2 separate regions of the Triticum aestivum genome follow, and region 1 is linked to region 2. Evidence: chromatin contacts called from public Hi-C data. All regions are on one chromosome and are shown on one strand. Each heading gives the region's core, a stretch centred on a gene start, on an enhancer-like site or on the middle of the called end of the contact. The rest is flanking DNA. Distances are from core to core; before and after follow the strand shown. Region 1 has its middle 37 kb from the start of LOC123063174. Region 2 holds the start of LOC123063173 (NAC domain-containing protein 83).

Region 1 (2,700 bases), core at 57-2,556, 250 kb before region 2:
TTAAGCCCTAGGTTCAACTAGTAGTAAGTATTTTCTGTTCATCGAAAATAGATGTGTTCATGTGGTCTAATACATTACAACTATTAAAATTGGGATCTGGGGTTGCTCCTTATGCTGATTCTTAGTTGAACTAAATTCATCTTGCTAATGAGACATTGGTTATTGATTTCTCTCTGTATCTCACGCTGCTTAATTTTTTTTTCAAAATATTGTTAAGAAGCTAATAAGAAATATGGGGCAAAATTAGTTGAATGAGTGCCTGGTTACATTTATGGAAAAATATTTTTTCTTGCAAGTTATGTAAAATGACATCATCACCCATTTTCAAAGCATCAAGGATCAGAAAGTTATCCTCTAACTGCTGCTGTAAGTTCTTTTACCATTTTTTATTTTCTATCTCTATATTCTTAGATGTTGCCACTTCCTCACTTCGATATGTTGAACAAATAGTATTTCTATATGGTGTAGAATTTGAAGTTATGATCAATTATGTAAATCTATTATATTAGGATATATCTTTATGTATTATCCAATTTTTATAACTGGTACTAGAATCAATTGTATACACCAAACAAGTCTTTACTCTTTCAAAAAACTACCTTTGAAATTTTGAATACACACTCTTGAAATCCTGGGCCCGCCCCTGCTTGACAGCTGAATTAGCCTAACCTAGTGCTTGCGTGCTTATGGCAAAGGGAAGTTGACAAACTTTGAGAAAAGCTTTTGTGTGTAAAAGAAACTTCATTGGTTCGGCACACCATCTCCTCTGACCAAGATAGACACTCCGGTTAAATATACGAGTGAGACTCTACTAAAACCGATGGGTTGCCATCTCCATTTCTCCACGCATCCAAAGATTCCAAGTTAAGTGGCACTGCAGCAGCAAGTCCAGCCCATGTGCCTGCCTCCATCGTTCATTCAATTGTACCTTCACCTCATCCACTCTATGTGTCGAGCGTTGTGTGTGCTCCAAGCCAACAAGGAACCCTACAAGGAACCTCCGGTTCTTTCCAGACCGGATCTTCTCCTTTCCGTCCGTCGGTACAGGGACGCACGCGCCGGTGTCGTCTTGGTCGCCGGTTGCGTCCGGAGACGGAGGCGATTGGGCACATGCCAAACGCCGGTGTCATCTTCTCCTTTCCGCCGAGTCTGACACTGTTGCGTTGATTGATGAGGTTGAGCCTGAGCCTGAGCCTGAACCGGGCAGACACTGGTGAAAAGACGGGGCTCCCCCAGTCGTCTCTGTCTGGAATTGCTGGCAGCCTCGACCCGGCTGTGCTTGCTGGCGCCGTCAGGCTAGGCTGTGCCTGCGTCCCATTTAAATACGGCTTTGACTCCTCTGCTGGCTCCGTCCCAGGATAACGACGGCCCCGGCCCGTTGCTGTCTAAGAACAATACAATTTCATGTAGTACCTTGCCTTCCATGGTTTGTCTGAACATTGAGCGGAGACACAGGCGGCAGATAGTACCATCTTGGTTCAGTGTTCGGCGGCACACAGTTTCACTCCGGTGAAATTCGTTCTCTCATCAACGTCAGGAAGAAACCGGTTGGTTCATGCATGTATGTATGGTCCCTGTTGTTGTGGTACTGGTACGAGCCTGTGGGCCGGCCGCTAATGAAGTTTCAAATTCAATAGATTCCGGCGAGTCAGCTCACATCAGCCGTGGATGCTCGTAGGCGTCCGTTTCTCGTGCTCCTAGAGTGTTTCTTTCTCTCTTTCTTTCTTTGCTCTGTCGTGGCAACGTCGATTTCACACGCCGCCGTTCTATTTTATGCATCCAAGCAATTCGTTTGTCATGCGCGCGTCATACCTTATTAATTACAGTATTATGTTGGAAATTTTCTTTTGTGAAAATGTTCGAGATGTATTATTAAAGTTCACCGACAGTATAAATCACCTCAAACATAATAAAACATCGAGATTCTGAGAGCACACTATCACAGCCAGAACGGACCGCCGACGGGTCGTTGTGGCCGCTCCCCTATCGGAGCCGGTTTGACCATGCCGATAACAGCCGGGAAGTCTTCTTGTACACGTGCCCCTAGGACCAGCAAACTGGAGTCACAGTTATCGTCGCCGAACCCTTAAATAGATTTGAAGTATCTGATACCAGATCTTGCCACATGACGAGAAACCGTAACCTCACCATCCCAGGAAGACGACAGGAATCTACGCCGGAGCTACGTCGACTATGTCCATATGAACAAACTCGAGGAGAATCAAAGTCCGAAAGACAAACTCGAAGAAGAATTATCGCCATCCGCCTAAGCGCTGCACATGCGAGCACTACAAAACCCTAACCTAAACAACAAGCCGGAGTGGAGGAACTAGGATTCCCCTCCCGAACACCGGCTGCCAGAGCGACAGGCAGGGGGAAGGCGAGTCCACGGGCTCGTTGGCGAAGCTTGGAGGGAAGTGTTTGCCCTAGCAGCCATGGAATAGGGGAGCGAAAGAGATTGAACATATTTTTGTTAAATTAGTAATATGTTTAGGCTTGCATGATTGTGGTAAATTTGACTTGATAAGAATATCACGTTATGATATGGCTCATCTTATGCAGAAAAGTGATTATATATTAATGGCCAATTAAACCATTGTCATTTTTTCATGTGAATAAAACAAAATTGGGAACTCTAGTTATTTCTTGAACATCAGTACACACGCAAGCGCTGAGACTGAGCCGACATATCATCTTGAG
Region 2 (2,705 bases), core at 178-2,677:
TGTTTGATTGCTTGAGCTCGGTTTGCTGATTGCTTGAGCTCGGTTTGTTTCTCCTGATAAGTTGGGGCTGATGATTACTACTGCTGCTACTACGGACTAGTACCACATTAGCAGATCCACGAATTAAAGGGGCACTCATTAGAAAATTACAGGGACCATGATTGAGGTCAGGTCAGCTGCTCTAATCCTCTCGCCGCGCCAGGTTAGAGGCGGTCTCATCATCGTCCTCCTCCATGCCCGACTCGGTCACGCAGGAGGACGCCGGGGACGGTGACGCCGGTGTCATGTCGGCGTCGGCGTCCCCCCTACGCCGCCCCGCTGTGCCGTGGCGCGCTGGCGTGGCCTTCTTGAACACGCGGCAGACCACCCAGTCCTTGGCGGCGTGGAGGCTCTTGGGTGTGGCGTAGGCGGCGAGGCCGGCGGGGAGCAGGCGGTACTCGTGCATGGCCCAGCCGGTGCGCGCGCCGCCTGGGCGGCAGAAGACGAGCGTCCGCTTGGCGCCGATAGGCCGGCCGCAGCGTGGCGCCACGACCAGCCGCTCCTTCCCGGAGGCCCTCCACACGCCGCTGCCGCCCGCCCTGCCCGCGCCGCCGCCCTTCCGCCAGCACCCCGTCGCCGGCAGGTGGAAGAAGTAGCGCTCGCCGTCGGCCTCGCCTGCACGCACATGGCAAACAGTCAGCGCAATGCGGCAGCGGCAGCTCCGTTGGTCAGTGATACGGCGAGTAAGTGGAGCGTACCTGGCAGGTCCGATGGGTGGAGGCGCGCGAGGTCGGCGACGGGGATGATGTCGGCGGGGAGGGGGCAGGAGAGGGCCTTGCGGCGCAGGTAGTGCAGCAGCAGCTCCTCGTCGGTGGGCCGGAACCGGAACCCGACGGGCAGCCCGCCCTGGCCGGCCGGCGCCCGGCACCCGCCGACGCCCGCGGCCTCCTCCGCCCGCCTCTCCGCCGGCAGCGCCATAGACGCACACACAAAGCACAACCCAACCCAACCCAACTAAGCAAGCAAGCAAGATTACTTCCTCTCTCTCTCTCTGTCTAGGATGGGCCGTGTGCTCGCTGTAGGCTGGCTCACATGCAAGTCAGACTCAACTCACACACTCGCTCGCCCCTCCATGGAGGACGGATCAGAGGTAGAAGAGAGAGAGAGAGAGTGGTTGAGCTCGTGCGGGTGCGGGATGATAGCTAGCGGGAAAGGGGGAGGCGGTTGGCGGTTATATAGTGGCAGGCGGCCGGTGTCGTGAAACACACTCAACCGCCATCGGCGAGCTCGGCTTTCCTTTCTTCTTGCCCTGCCCTTTCCATCAAGCGAAGGGAACAGAGAAAGGGAAAGCGGGAGCGGGCGTCCCGTGCAGCCCTTAATCACCCTCCAACCGGTGAGCTCCGGGCTTAAGCAAGCACGCAGGGACCCTCCCTCCCTCTGCACCTGTCTCCGGGAGGGGAGAGGGGAAGGAGAACAAGGCATCGAAAGGCCATCTTTTTCGTGCGCGCCCGATTCTCTCTTTCTCTTTTCTTTTCTCTTCTCTATGCCGCCCTGCCGTCGAAACGAAATTCCTTCCCATCTCCTCCCTTCTTTTCCATTTTTCTGTTGTGCTGGAGGAGGGAGGGGGAAGGAGAAGCTTCCACGTTACAGCAACGCGCTGCAACGGGGAATCGACGGCCACCTACCTTGGATTCCGGCGTTCAATTTAAGAGCTTACTTTTTTTACTACGGAGAAGGAATCGGAGCGCTGACACCTCGCGTGCCCGTGCGGCAGCGCCCAAAAGAGACGGATGGGCTGCGCCACAAGCAGCCTTCCAGCTTAATTACCTCGCCAGTTCACCCTCCGGGCTGAAACGTTTGGTGATGAGTGCGCCGCGGCAACGGCGGCCCGCTTTTGGGGTGGACTTCACAGCAGCTTTCGGAGTCAAATGCATGCATGGCCGTCCGTTGCCGTTGCCACTTGCACCTCCGCCCCCGCCTCCGGCTCCGGCTTTGGCTTTGCTGCGGCATCCGAGGGGAGGGAGGTCCCCGGCCGGGCGGTTGCACGGGTGAAGTGGACGGGGCGGGGCCATGCATGCACGCACGCTGCCGCGCACGGCCATCGGGCATTGCGCGTGGCCGGCATCAGCACCGCGCGCTGCAACATTGTGCTGCTGCCTTCGTCCATGGGTGCGTGCGTCCGTCCGTGCCCGGCTGTCTGGCACTGGCCAGCCAGGTGCCCAGGTCAGGCTCAGTAGTACCTACGTCGTCGTCGCCTGCGCTTTCCCGTCACGTGAACCGCACCGCCCGGCTCCCGTCCCGTCCTCGCTGCCGTCCCGGCACCGGCGCTGTTCCGTCGGGACTCCGGCGACGGGCGATGGACCGGTACATGGACTGGTCTCTACTCAACCACGTGAGCAGTGGCGTTTCCTTTCGGACGTACCGATCGACACCCTTTTCCGCATGCGGTTGGGCTTGTCGATGCATGCGCGGTGGCGTATGCCCATCCGCGGTAGCGCGGACGTCCGGCGCGACGGCCCGGTTGGGTTGGCCACCGGCGCCAGCGACGATGCCTTCACTGTTGTGCTGACTGGGAGAGAACGCACCGAGCACCTGTGTCTCGGACGCTCCTCTCGGGTTCGATTCAGGGACTGGTTCAGGAGCGGGACGTGTCAACAAGAAAAAACACGGATAACTTTTGTTCTCGACTGTTTCCTTGCTCTCCACCACGTACGTGTTCCTGCCTT

The links. Hi-C and Micro-C count contacts between places; a contact is called where the count stands out from the background.
Region 1: a Hi-C map of leaf shows a contact between it and region 2, with 4 times the contacts expected there. The contact joins the enhancer-like site here to the promoter of LOC123063173 in region 2. A contact is called at or near these places in 2 of 5 Hi-C or Micro-C datasets (leaf and root) and 1 of 1 datasets of contacts at active chromatin or transcription factors (leaf).

The regions. Positions count from the first base shown.
Region 1 is chr3A:682,154,802-682,157,501 of IWGSC CS RefSeq v2.1, reverse strand. No RefSeq gene overlaps it. Among protein-coding and RNA genes, the nearest start is that of LOC123063174, 37 kb to the left of the region's middle. Within about 2 kb of position 1,306, at least 4 of the 8 cell types and tissues checked have an H3K27ac peak or open chromatin away from gene starts, as enhancers often do. A contact at or near this core is called in leaf, where this site is marked.
Region 2 is chr3A:681,903,080-681,905,784 of IWGSC CS RefSeq v2.1, reverse strand. It overlaps LOC123063173 (NAC domain-containing protein 83), which reads right to left and starts at 1,427. Exons shown (of 2, transcript XM_044486906.1): 1 at 738-1,427; 2 at 1-654. The coding sequence starts at 957. The coding sequence ends at 182.